Linked DNA regions of Mus musculus: regions 2, 3 and 4 are each linked to region 1. Evidence: chromatin contacts called from public Hi-C, HiCAR-type and promoter capture Hi-C data. All regions are on one chromosome and are shown on one strand. Each heading gives the region's core, a stretch centred on a gene start, on an enhancer-like site or on the middle of the called end of the contact. The rest is flanking DNA. Distances are from core to core; before and after follow the strand shown.

Region 1 (2,939 bases), core at 4-2,503:
TCTTCCATTTAAAAAAAGAAAATCTGCCCATAAACCTGGTCACAAAAATACTAAAGAAATGTACAGCTAGGTGTGGTGGTGCATGCCTGTAATCCCAGCACTTGTGAAGTCACACCAGTAGGATCTGAAGTTAAAGTTCAAGGTTTAGCCTCTGCTCCAAATCCACATGGGTGACAGCCTAGACTACAAGGCACTCTGTCTAAAAAAACTAATGTCGAGGAAATGTGATGTGTGACTGTATGACTCGATTTCAGAATTTTGAGACCGTATTCAATAAGCAGTTCAACACACTCAGACAGCTGTTTGCTCGGGCTCAGAGACAAGCTTCGCTCCCCATACCTTACTGTCCTTGAAAGTCAATTGCTTCAATTGCTCCAGTTCTTCCCTGTGTTTTTGCTCCATTTCTCTTTCCAATTTAGCAACATCTTCCGTGAGCTGCTTCCTCCTCTTTTTGTCGTTTTTGGGAACAGCGTTCTTCATTCCCTGAATTTTGGCTAAAAAAAGTCATCAAAACAGCCGTGTCAGAGCCCCCGGACCAAAAAGCGAAAAGCAGTTAAGAGGGTGGGAAGAGGTACAATTATAGAATGTAAAGTAATTATAGAAGCAATTAATCATGACACAACAATCAGCTACGGAGAAAGGTCCGGATGAGGCTTGCGACCCAACGTAAACACAATCTCGAATTTGTTTGGTTTGACAGGGCAAAACCAAGGTTAAAAAACTATACTAAGGTAAAACTTCTGCCTTTTAAATATCTTTCTCTGTGACCGACAAGCCAAGGAGAAGCAATTCAGACCACACCACTAAGGCCAGGCGTCGGGATCGGGGGCAGGAATGGGAAGGGAGGAAGAGGAGGTCCAAGACTTTGGTCTCCAGGCACATCACTCAGCAGCAGCACGTGCACCGGACCCGCTAGGGGTCCACGGCAGGTCGCACACGGGGACATCTCCGGGGACTGCAAATAAGGGGGTCGAGGGAATGGGGAAAGCTGGAGAAGACTGATCAAAAGTTATCTGAGGGAAAGCCTAGACGGATCCAGGACGTGTGCCCGTCCAGGTACCAGAGGACACACTCCACGCTCCCAGCCTTGGGTGTGGACGCCTCTTACATTCCCAGCCCCTTTCCCGTCACCTTGCAGCTCCTTCTTCTCCTTCCGATGCCTTCTCACCAGCTGCTCCTCATCATCGAGCTCTTCAGCCACGACCTCCTCCATGACGACCAGGCGGCCCGGCACCCGCGCTGAAGGAGATCCGCACCTCAGGAGGGCCAGCACCTCCCACTCCTCAACCCTCACCCGGGGCGCCATTGGCCGCCGGGAAGGCCCAGCCCCGCCTCAAGGCGGCTCCGGATCCAGGTCTAACCACTGAAACCGGGAGACGCCGACATGGGCTAGGGCGCCTGCGCGCTCGGACCGCTCTGGGCGGCGCGCCGGAAGCTGGGATTGTGCGATTAAGGACGCGCCCGGCGCTGGAGCAACCGCAGCACAAAGCTACGCGCCAGGCGATTGGCCCTGACGGGGCGCACGGAGATGACATCACGGACGTTCTTTCGCACAGCTTTCAATTTGTGCTTTAGAACGCTCCGTAGTTGTCCTCTTTGCCAAAACATGTTGAAAAGATTTTTTTTTTAATTTTAATAAAAGCGTGGTTTGTTTTCAATGAGGATCTTTACGTTATATTAGTCATACACTAGGGAATGGTTTGTTTTTTGTTTTTTTACAATGTGGTAAAAGGGGAAACGCTAAGTAAGGAATGCCTACTCTTGAAATAAGTGATGAAAGAGATAAAAAAGGACTAAGCTTAGTAAAGTCCATTTGCTAAATTCAGTTGTAAAACGATTAACAGTGATGTCAGGGTGTTTTGAAGATTTGAGGCAAGATTTAACAAATGTAACTCGTGTGCCACAAAAACAAATTAGCAAAGGCAAACAAGAATGCTCACGGAATGGTGGCAGGAGTGGAAGACTCAGAGTGTTGGTCCAGTAAAATTTAAAAAAAAAAAAAAATCTCTATTTAGGGCTGATTGTGGTTGTGTAGGCCTTTAATCCCAGCACTTAGGAGGCAGGCAGGCAGATCTCTGTGAGTTTGAGGCCAGCCTGTCTACATAGGGAGTTCCAGGATGTCCAGAGAGTTACATAGGTGAGACCCTGTCTCAAAAGTCGATAGACAGGGGCTGGCGAGATGGCTCAGTGGATAAGAGCGCCAACTGCTCTTCTGAAGGTCCCGAGTTCAAATCCTAGCAACCACATGGTGGCTCACAACCATCCATAGCGAAATATGATGCCCTCTTCTGGAGTGTCTGAAGACAGCTACAATGTACTTTCATATAATAAATAAATAGATCTTAAAAAAAATAGATAGACAAACATATTCTTTTTTATATATAAATGCCTGAGACAGAACAAAACAAATGAAGTTGAAATAATATTTCTGGAAATAATTGAAAACTTATTTCCAGAGATGAATAATGAACTGCACCTACAACTGTATAAACCTGTAAGGGGTTGTATTAGTCAGGGTTCTCTAGAGTCACAGAACCTATGGAAAGTCTCTATATAGCAAGGGAATTTATTGATGACTTGCGGTCTGTAGCCCAAACTCCCCAACAATGGTGAGCAGCAGCTGTGAATGGAAGTCCAAGGATCTAGCAGTTGCTCAGTCCCACAAGGTAGGCAGGTGAAGAAGACAGAGTAAATCTTCCTTCTTCCAACATACTTATGGAAGTCTTCAGAAGGTGTGGTGCAGATTAAAGGTGTGTTCCACCACGCCTTTAATCCCAGATGACCTTGAACTCAGAGATCTCCCTATCTTAATCTTCTGGGATTCATAGCCACTATGCCTCAAGAGCTCCATGCCAAGATCTAGGTCAGAAACTTGCATCTCCCAGCCTCCAGATTAGGATCATAGGTGAGCCTTCCAATTCTGGATTGTTTTTCATTCC
Region 2 (2,720 bases), core at 84-2,583, 330 kb before region 1:
AGACACACAGAAAAAGCATCCAACTAGAAACCAAGGGGAATGTACTTACCAGAGACCAAATTGGTCTGCACCTTAACTGTATTTCTAACCTCTAAAATAGAACTTTGTTCCTGTTTCAGCCATAAGCATTTAGTATTTGGTTACAGATGCTCAAACAGACTGATGGGTTTTGTTGCTAAACTGAGAACTTCTGCTATAACCTAAAAGATATGGAAGGAGCTTTGGGAACTGAAAAATTGGTAGAGGTCAGAGTTTTGAGATGGATACTAAGAGCCCAGATTTCTGTTGGTAGAAGATGTACTTTAAAAGCAATTACAGTCATGGCTACAAAGCAAAAGACAAGTTATAGACAAAGCCTCCATTCTGAAGAATAAATAAATGATCATTAACCGAGAGATGGTAGGAATGTAGCCATGAAAAAAATACACAAAAGAAGACATATTATTAGAAACCAGAAGAGGCAACTTTTGCTACACATTGTCAGAGAACTGGGCTGAATTAGGCTCTACCCTCCCAGGCTGGAATTGCAGGCTGGTGGTTGCCATACCCCCTCCACATTTATACATACAGACTGAGAATTCTCCAATTTTACTCCCTAGCCCAGGCAAAGCCTTGAAGGAATGACTTGTTCCTTCTGGTTGCTTATATAGTAAACTATGAAAGGCAAGAATTGAATGTGTCTGTGTGTCTGTGTGTGTGTGTGTCTGTATGTGTGTCTGTCTCTCTGTGTGTGTGTCTCTCTCTCTGTGTGTCTCTGTGTGTGTGTGTCTGTCTGTGTTTGTGTATGTGTATGTGTGTCTGTGTGCGTGTGTCTGTGTGTGTGTGTGTCTGTATGCATGTCTCTGTGGGTGTCTCTGTGGGTGTCTCTGTGTGTGTATCTCTTTGTGTGTGTGTGTCTCTGTGTGTGAAAACTGGGAGAATCCTCAGCTTATCCATTAGTATAAAATAAGAAACAACTTCTTTGAAAATTGTAGCAAAGATGAGGGAGAACATTTAACAAAGAGGTATTTGTAGCTGTGACCTATTGTTAGGGCTAGATTCTTCCAAATACAGCCCAGGTAAAGCCCTGCAGTTTCCATACAGAGACCCAAATAAAAGCAATAGAAGAATGCCATTGATATTAGTGCTGTCCCAGAAACTGAAAAAAGGAACAGAAAACAAAACAAACAAAAGCTTGTTGAGTGGAAATCCCCATCTGGAAGTAGTAAGTAGCCTGCAAATTTGACTTAATAACCAAGAACAAAAACTTTCCCTGGAGATTCCCTCCCCTGGCAGAGATGGGACCTTTGGACCTGATTGTTAGCTTCTGGCAATTTTTGGTGGCTCTGTTTTCCTGCTCCCTCCTACACACATCTTTTACAGTGCGTCTCTCATCCCTGCTGTCTTTCACCTCATTCACATGCCCATATTTAGCCAATCAGGGTGTCCCAATCACATGAAGCCTCTAACCTGGGTTGGGAGCTTGGCTCATAGAGACCCCAGGCAAGAAGAGAACGCCTCCCTGCCTCCTGCCTCCTGCCTCCTGCCTCCTGCCTCCTGCCTCCTGCCTCCTGCCTCCTGCCTCCTGCCTCCTGCCTCCTGCCTCCTGCCTCCTGCCTCCTGCCTCCTGCCTCCTGCCTCCTGCCTCCTGCCTCCTGCCTCCTGCCTCCTGCCTCCTGCCTCCTGCCTCCTGCCTCCTGCCTCCTGCCTCCTGCCACCTCAAAAAAAAAAAAAAAAAAAAAAATCCTCGTTGAAGAAGGGAAGCCATGCTGCAGAAGGGAATTTGTCATCATAGTTGCTTCTAGCTTCTAAGATCCACCACTTCTGAGACCTGAAGCTCTAGTGTTCCTGCCAACGACCTACGAACTCACTGTGCCCTTATGGGAACACTTTTAGTCTGAGTGCTCCTAAGCCCTCTAAGTGCTTTTGAGGTGTAATTCAGGACCATCCTGACTCCCGAAAGGGTCAAACCTGTTTCCTTTAAGGCCAAAATCTCAATCGGCTTTAAGATTTTTTTTTTTCTGTTTAAAAGTTGATTCTAAACTGACAATAAAGAAATCCCATTTGTACACCCCACTGTCTGCCATGTCAACTCTTTCAGGAAGTGGGACAAGAACCAGACAAAGACATAAAATGGTTGCCATAGACTGTCACATTATAAATTTAATCAGCCACATCAGCAGGACTAGAAATGAAGTGACACCAACAATCACAGTGTCAGTGTGTGACACACTGTGAACTGAGAAAAATAGGGATGGCTCGGTGGGAGCGGCTTGAGACTTCTCAGGCTTTGACAGCTTCCAGCACTACAGACTTTGGAAGCAATTCTGTGGAGATTTAGCAGGAAGACTTCCACTCTAGAGAGTCCAGAAGGTGGAGAATCGACAGACTAAAGAGGTTAATCTTCAAGATTTAAGATTCAATGGGTCTGGGTAGGTATATGGTTAAGTAGATAAAGGCCCTTGCTGCCAAGTCAGAAACTGAAATTCAATCCCTGGAGTCCATATGGAATCCAAAGGAGAGAAACAACTCCCAAAAGTCTCGAGGTCTAGGTCTCTCTCCCTCTCCCTCTCCCTCTCCTCCCTCTCCCTCTCCTCCCTCTCCCTCTCCCTCTCCCTCTCCCTCTCCCTCTCCCTCTCCCTTTTCCCCTCCCCCCTCCCCCTCCCCCTCTCCCTCTATCTCTTTCTCCCTCCCTCTCTCCCTTCCCCTCTCGCTGTCTTACACACACACACACACACACA
Region 3 (2,967 bases), core at 385-2,884, 300 kb before region 1:
AGAAACAAGCAGAATTATCCCACTGTGCATTCCATTATGAATACACTGGGCCCCTGCAGGCCCAAAGCAACCTCCAAATCATAGGCAAAATAAAATAAATAAATAAAATTGTCCCTTCAAGTTGACTTATCTCAGGGATTTGTTATGATCTTGATGGTTCTCTTTGTTATGATCAATATTAGTCTATGTCATATGTAGAGTATGTATGTGTATATGGAGAGAGAGAGAGAGAGAGAGAGAGTATTTAAATATAGCCTTACCTTGGGAAACGTCCTAACACGATAGCTATGGTGCAGATAACACCAAACAACAATCCCACATTGGCAGCAAAGCATATTGTAAAAATGTAAGTACTGATCCATATGCCCTAGAGACACAGAAAAAAAAATGTGGCTACTTCTTTCTCACTTTTCTCACAAGTGTAAAATCCTCACAATTGTATTCAACAGCACTCCAGTGAACAAATCTCTAAAAACTGACTTCCTTATGAATTCGCTCTCTCCACTGTCTCTCTGTCTCTTTCCTTTCACAAAGGGCAGCAGGTTATGAGGTGAGTGGAGTACAGAGGCCAGATGGAAGCTATTAGAGCTGCTTCTTGCCTTTCTCCATGTGGGCTTCAGGGATCAAACTCAATTCATCAGGTTTGGCAGAAAGTGTGTTTACCCACTAAGTTATCTCACCAGCCCAAAAATACATTATGTAATGGGAATAAAAACCCAGAAACACAGAAGCATACCAGGGCTCCATCAGCCTTCAACAATATAACTGGGAAGGTTCCTTGCTTTACCTGTAAGCATTGCCAACCATTGATCAAGCCCCAAGTACTAGACTTCAGATTGGTAAATAGTTGGTTGCTATGTATGTGCTCAAAAATATGTCAAGTTTCCATCATTTCTTATTGAACATAATGATATTACACGTAGCTATTTGCAGGTTTTTCTCACTCTCAACAGGTTTCTATTTGCTGTGATTACTGTACAAATATCTGATATAGTCTGTCACTATTCTCCAAGCGCTATGATTACTGCATAAATAACTGATATAGTTTGTCACTCTTCTCAAAGCCTAATTGAATGGCTTAAACTAACTGAATAAAATTGAATAAAACACTGGTTTTAGATCTACTCCTAGAAAGATAGTTATTTATAAAAGCCCACTTCCCTATAAAGGCTAAAATATCAGGACTGACTTAGTTCTTAGAAGGACTTCAAAGATTTTTAGGAAAAAAAAATCTCTTCTAATTGGAATTTTAACTTTAGAAGTTTGCCCACCACTTGAAATTATAATCTCATAAGATTTTATAATATAAACCTGGTATTTCTAAGCTTAGTGATGAACATAGCTTCAACTGCAAAAATAAATAAATAAATAAAAATTATGAAACCAAGAAAGGTTACACGTTTAAACATAAAACCATATATTTATAAAATAGTAGACTGAATTATTTTCAAATTATTTTCCCCAATAATCTACACATTTGCCTATACCTGCAATGCTAGCTTGTTTTCTTTCTACTTCGATGTTTTAAAATACTTTCAAAAACATAACTTCAAGTTATCCACAACAAGAGATTGAAACCCCACTCTGTAACCTAAAAATAGGATAAAATCTTGGTGACAGCTGTATCACACACCCTCTTCCTGAGGCTGAGGGGTTATTTCAGAGGGGTTGGAAAGATTGTAAAAGCCAGAGGCAGTGGATGACTACAGCAAAATTAGTTTCTGAGTACAGCAAGACAACTACATTTATAAACTAGCTCATATGCAACAGAGTATATAAGACATGAGCAAGCTTAAACTGGACAAAATAAACCTGCGAAGAGGGGAGAAGTAAGCACAAAACTCCACCTCTAAAAGAGGACTCTGCTGCAATTCAAAGTTTGCAGGAGAAAGAGAATCAGGTTTCTCTAGGGGTGTGGCCTCTGGTGGGTTAACCACAGGCTCTAGGGCATAGCCTGACTCTTGCAGCATTTAGGCAACACAAATTGAACCACATTAAAAAAAAAAAAAAAAAAAAGCATGAAGCTGGGTGAGTAGCGGGTGGGGAGGGGTGGATCGAGGAGGAATTGGAGGCAGGCTGTGAAATAAAATACAGTGTGGAATTCTTTATCTGAAGAAAAGAAACACAAAACACAAAATGTTTGCTTAGAAAGGAAACGGGAAATCTTGAGAAAATAGATATATAAAGACGCATTCATTCCTTAAACAAGTCTGAAATAAATATCTCTAGAGTGGATTTATTTTAGATGTGAAACAATTTTCTTGTGCCTTATCCACATAAAACTGGTTTAAAATAAGCAGTTTTGCAAAGCTAAACCCGTGGAAGCGAATGGAGGGGGTTTTACCTTAAAAACCTTCTGCTTTATATGTTTTTATCATGAGGTCATCCCAGCCTGCCACCCTATAGGCTGGGACGCAGTTGTTCCCTTTAATTCAGAAGAACTAGCCATCATTTATCTAGCCATCATTTTAGCCCTTATTGCACACACTGTATCTCTCCTCCCTAGCCTATGATATATTTAATCCTATGCACAATAGAGTTGCAAGTTTACTGTAACTTCCACTTCCCATTATGATTCTGAGTTCTACCTTTCCTCGGTGCTGAGCCTGCCTGAGTGTAGCAGAACAGTACGTCATCAGAGTATTGAGCCCCACTCCTCCCAACCAATCTCCATACTTACAGAAGGACTTGGGGATTTTAGGATCTTGACACTTAAAAACAAAAAACAAATGAACACACAGCCTAGAGGCTAGAATTTATTAGACAGCTAAGCAATTGCAGTACCATCTGGCTCTATATTATTTAATTTAATTTTTGTGAGAATTTCAGACAAAAGCACTATATAGACATCAGTTCCGCCCCTACCTCTTCCCCTTTCATCTGCCTATGTCTTCCTACTCCCTCTCAAATTCATGACCTCTTCTTCTTTAATTATCATGGTTTGACATATGCACATAACTAGAGTCT
Region 4 (2,700 bases), core at 167-2,666, 490 kb after region 1:
TGTACATATTCTAGAATGAGTAAAATATATAGAATACTATGCCTATAATTTTTATGTATGTGCAATATATACATATAAAGTATATGTATATGCATATAGGATAACTGCTGAAATGGGCTTTTTTTTTTTTTAATGTGTGTGTCCGAGTACATGCCATATGTATTTGGATACCCCAGGAGTTCAGAAGGAGTATCAGATTTCCTGGAGCGGGGCTTACAAGAGATGGTTACCATGAGATACTGGTGGTGGGAACTGAACTTGGATTCTTTGAAAATGTAGCAAGCACTTCTAACACCTACTATCTCTCCAGCACTGGGGGTGGGGAGAAGCTTTTTTTTATTGATTAAACATGATTAGAAACAATCTGGAGTGTGCTAAGTTTAAGACTCTTTGAAGGTACACAATACCAGGATTTCTCATAAGTTGAGAGTTAAACTTCTAAAGCTTCTAAAATGTAACAAGCATTTAAAAAATCCAAATAACCAGAGGTTTTTTAAAAGACTGTTCCCAAGAGAAAAGTGCAAGCCATAGAACTAGGATCAGGTGACTAAATTCAAAGGCCATTTTCAGGACAAGCTGGACTCATTTCCAACGGGAAGGTAATAATTAAAAGCCACAGTGGGATTCAAGAGTCCTTGCAAAAATTTTAGTTATCTTTTAGTCTTAATTATCTTAATTGGTTCAAGTTTAGAAGTAAATTTATACATGAATGAAGAGTCATGGGTTAGTGATTTTTTTTTCAAGTTATTTGGTTACAGTTTCAGTGATTTTTGCTATATTGGCTTTGACATGTTAGACCTTGGAATGTCTTCAAGGTCCCATCCACCTTCCTCCAGATCTACACTCTTCTAGAGGTCGAGATACCTCACTTCTCTGGTAACACTCTCCTTCCATGTGGATGTTTACTGAATCCATTTATTCTGCCCCAGAAGCTCATTCTCCAGTGTTTGCCTGGCCAGCTCCCTTGCACACCTTTTGTCTCAGCTGATGAGTTTTCCCTCTGTCCAGATTCACAATAGCTGCTTCTCCAATGCTCTCTATGGACTCCTGTCCTCTCTTCTTTCAGCATGTACCACACTGCTTGCTTCAATGTCTGTATTCCAGATCCAATTTGTAATAGCTGATATCCATTCCTTGGACACATGGTGGCGAAATAACACATGACTGTAGCCTGGCTTCTGCCTTGGTTTAGCAGTGGTATTTGTGTGGCTCTGTCCTCTCTGCTTAGTCAACGCTCAGAGCTCTGTGGCCTGTGGTTTTCACTAATACTGCTTAAATCAGCTATTTTCTCCCTCATCACTCTATTTTCCCTCCCTCTTCTCTTCCTGTCTTTTCTGTTTGTTAGCCTTGCTAATCTGAGTTTTCTGAGCAGTCACAAAACTGACCTAGAAAGTGGCAGCTGGGAGGTGCTACTGAACAGAAGGCGAGTACTGGGAGACTTGGCAAGGCCATGCAAATTTTAGGTAAGACAGGACTAATAGGACATTTGGTACTTTTTCAACATTTGTTTGAATGTATGCCTGTATACATACATGATGGGTTCCTGGTGCCCGTGAAAGCACTAGGAGAGAGCGCTAGATGATCGGGAACTTGAGTTACACACTTTATGAGCTGCTGTATGGATGCAGGGAAACAAACTGAGGTCTTCTGAAATAGTAGCTAGAGCTCTTAAGCACTGGGCCATCTCTTCAGCCCTTAGGATCCTTGATTCTTTATCCATTACTATAGTTTTGTAATGTGAATATATTCACTGTACATTGACCACTGATGATAGTAGCTTTCCATGATGCTCATACCCTCTCTGTCCTTCTCCAGAGATAGATAAGACTCGGGTTGTCAGATTTCCATGGTAGGCTCATTTACCAACTGAAAACCATCTCCCTGCCTCCCTTCTCCCTGGCTGCTGATCCTTTCCCATCCTCTTAAGCCAGAAAATGTATTTCTCTGTCTTTGTATTCATTCCAGGGAAAGGATATATGCATTCTGCTCTGAACAGAATATTTGACTGTGATTTCAAACATATGTTTGACTTGTTTGTTTATGCCTTAATTCAAATATAACTTTGACTTTGTTTAATTGCAACAGGTCATAGATTATAACCAGTTTTTGCCCAATTTTTCTGGAACATAACCAGTCTTTGCCCAATTTTTCTGGATCGCAAGTTCATATTTACATTTTACTACTGTTGGTTGCTTCAGAGCATACTTGAGTATTTCTTCCTCTTTTGTAGACTTGTTTGCAGACTTGCTGTTACTCTCTTTGCCCATACCAACGTAAATAAAATAGACAGAAGATTTTAAAATAGGCACTGTCTTCAAGATTTATTTTTACAATAATTTTCCATTCCCTTTAGTGCCATTATTGTTTCTTATGTTTTCTTAAGATTGTGCCTTACACCCCATAGGAAGAACAATAATATCAACCAACCAGAAGCCCCAGAACTCCCAAGGACTAAACCACCAAACAAAGAATACACATGAAGGGACCCATGGCTCCAGCTGCTTATGTAGCAGAGGATGGACTTATCTGGCATCAGTGGAAAGGGAGGCCCTTGGTCCTGTGGGGACTTGATGCCCCAATGTAGAGGAATACTAGGGCAATGAGACAGGAGTGCATGGGTGCCTGGGGAGCACCCTCATAGAAGCAGAGGGGAGGGGGGAAAAGATTGTACCTTATAAAGCATAGCACATTAGGTTTGTC

The links. Promoter capture Hi-C pulls out the DNA fragments that hold promoters and counts their contacts. A called contact is a pair of places that touch in the nucleus more often than the background predicts. HiCAR-type assays count read pairs that join an accessible place to other places.
Region 2: a contact with region 1 is called in a HiCAR-type map of astrocytes, with 2.1 times the contacts expected there. The contact joins the enhancer-like site here to the promoter of Otud6b in region 1. A contact is called at or near these places in 1 of 39 promoter capture datasets (cranial neural crest), 3 of 15 datasets of contacts at CTCF or cohesin (embryonic stem cells, pro-B cells and stem cell-derived epiblast-like cells), 41 of 484 Hi-C or Micro-C datasets (the HL-1 cell line, the MC3T3-E1 cell line, MC3T3-E1-derived osteoblasts and 22 more), 6 of 115 datasets of contacts at active chromatin or transcription factors (astrocytes, embryonic forebrain, embryonic limb bud and 2 more) and 1 of 9 other capture datasets (embryonic stem cells).
Region 3: a contact with region 1 is called in a promoter capture Hi-C map of cranial neural crest. The contact joins the enhancer-like site here to the promoter of Otud6b in region 1. A contact is called at or near these places in 2 of 39 promoter capture datasets (cranial neural crest and frontonasal cranial neural crest), 6 of 484 Hi-C or Micro-C datasets (embryonic stem cells, large pre-B cells and reprogramming fibroblasts), 10 of 115 datasets of contacts at active chromatin or transcription factors (the 230-238 cell line, the SCID.adh cell line, T-cell acute lymphoblastic leukemia and 5 more) and 1 of 9 other capture datasets (adipose tissue).
Region 4: a Hi-C map of cerebellar granule neurons shows a contact between it and region 1, with 3 times the contacts expected there. The contact joins the enhancer-like site here to the promoter of Otud6b in region 1. A contact is called at or near these places in 6 of 39 promoter capture datasets (the 3T3-L1 cell line, the C10 cell line, the HPC-7 cell line and 3 more), 51 of 484 Hi-C or Micro-C datasets (the AML12 cell line, B cells, the Ba/F3 cell line and 36 more), 13 of 115 datasets of contacts at active chromatin or transcription factors (the SCID.adh cell line, T-cell acute lymphoblastic leukemia, bone marrow-derived dendritic cells and 7 more) and 1 of 9 other capture datasets (liver).

Annotation. Positions count from the first base shown.
Region 1 is chr4:14,825,160-14,828,098 of GRCm38.p6, forward strand. Otud6b (OTU domain containing 6B) reads right to left here and starts at 1,254. Exons shown (of 7, transcript NM_152812.4): 1 at 1,132-1,254; 2 at 340-494. The coding sequence starts at 1,213.
Region 2 is chr4:14,498,703-14,501,422 of GRCm38.p6, forward strand. No RefSeq gene overlaps it. Among named protein-coding and RNA genes, the nearest start is that of Slc26a7, 120 kb to the right of the region's middle. Within about 2 kb of position 1,334, at least 10 of the 459 cell types and tissues checked have an H3K27ac peak or open chromatin away from gene starts, as enhancers often do.
Region 3 is chr4:14,524,202-14,527,168 of GRCm38.p6, forward strand. Slc26a7 (solute carrier family 26, member 7) reads right to left here. Exons shown (of 19, transcript NM_145947.2): 12 at 261-367. Among named protein-coding and RNA genes, the nearest start is that of Slc26a7, 96 kb to the right of the region's middle. Within about 2 kb of position 1,635, at least 12 of the 459 cell types and tissues checked have an H3K27ac peak or open chromatin away from gene starts, as enhancers often do. A contact at or near this core is called in heart atrium, where this site is marked.
Region 4 is chr4:15,310,730-15,313,429 of GRCm38.p6, forward strand. All of the region lies in intron 2 of Gm29883 (a long non-coding RNA gene), which reads left to right. The region is part of intron 1 of Gm29829 (a long non-coding RNA gene); the gene reads right to left. Among named protein-coding and RNA genes, the nearest start is that of Gm29829, 5.3 kb to the right of the region's middle. Within about 2 kb of position 1,417, at least 9 of the 459 cell types and tissues checked have an H3K27ac peak or open chromatin away from gene starts, as enhancers often do. A contact at or near this core is called in the MNK3 cell line, the P5424 cell line, cerebellar granule neurons and 2 more, where this site is marked.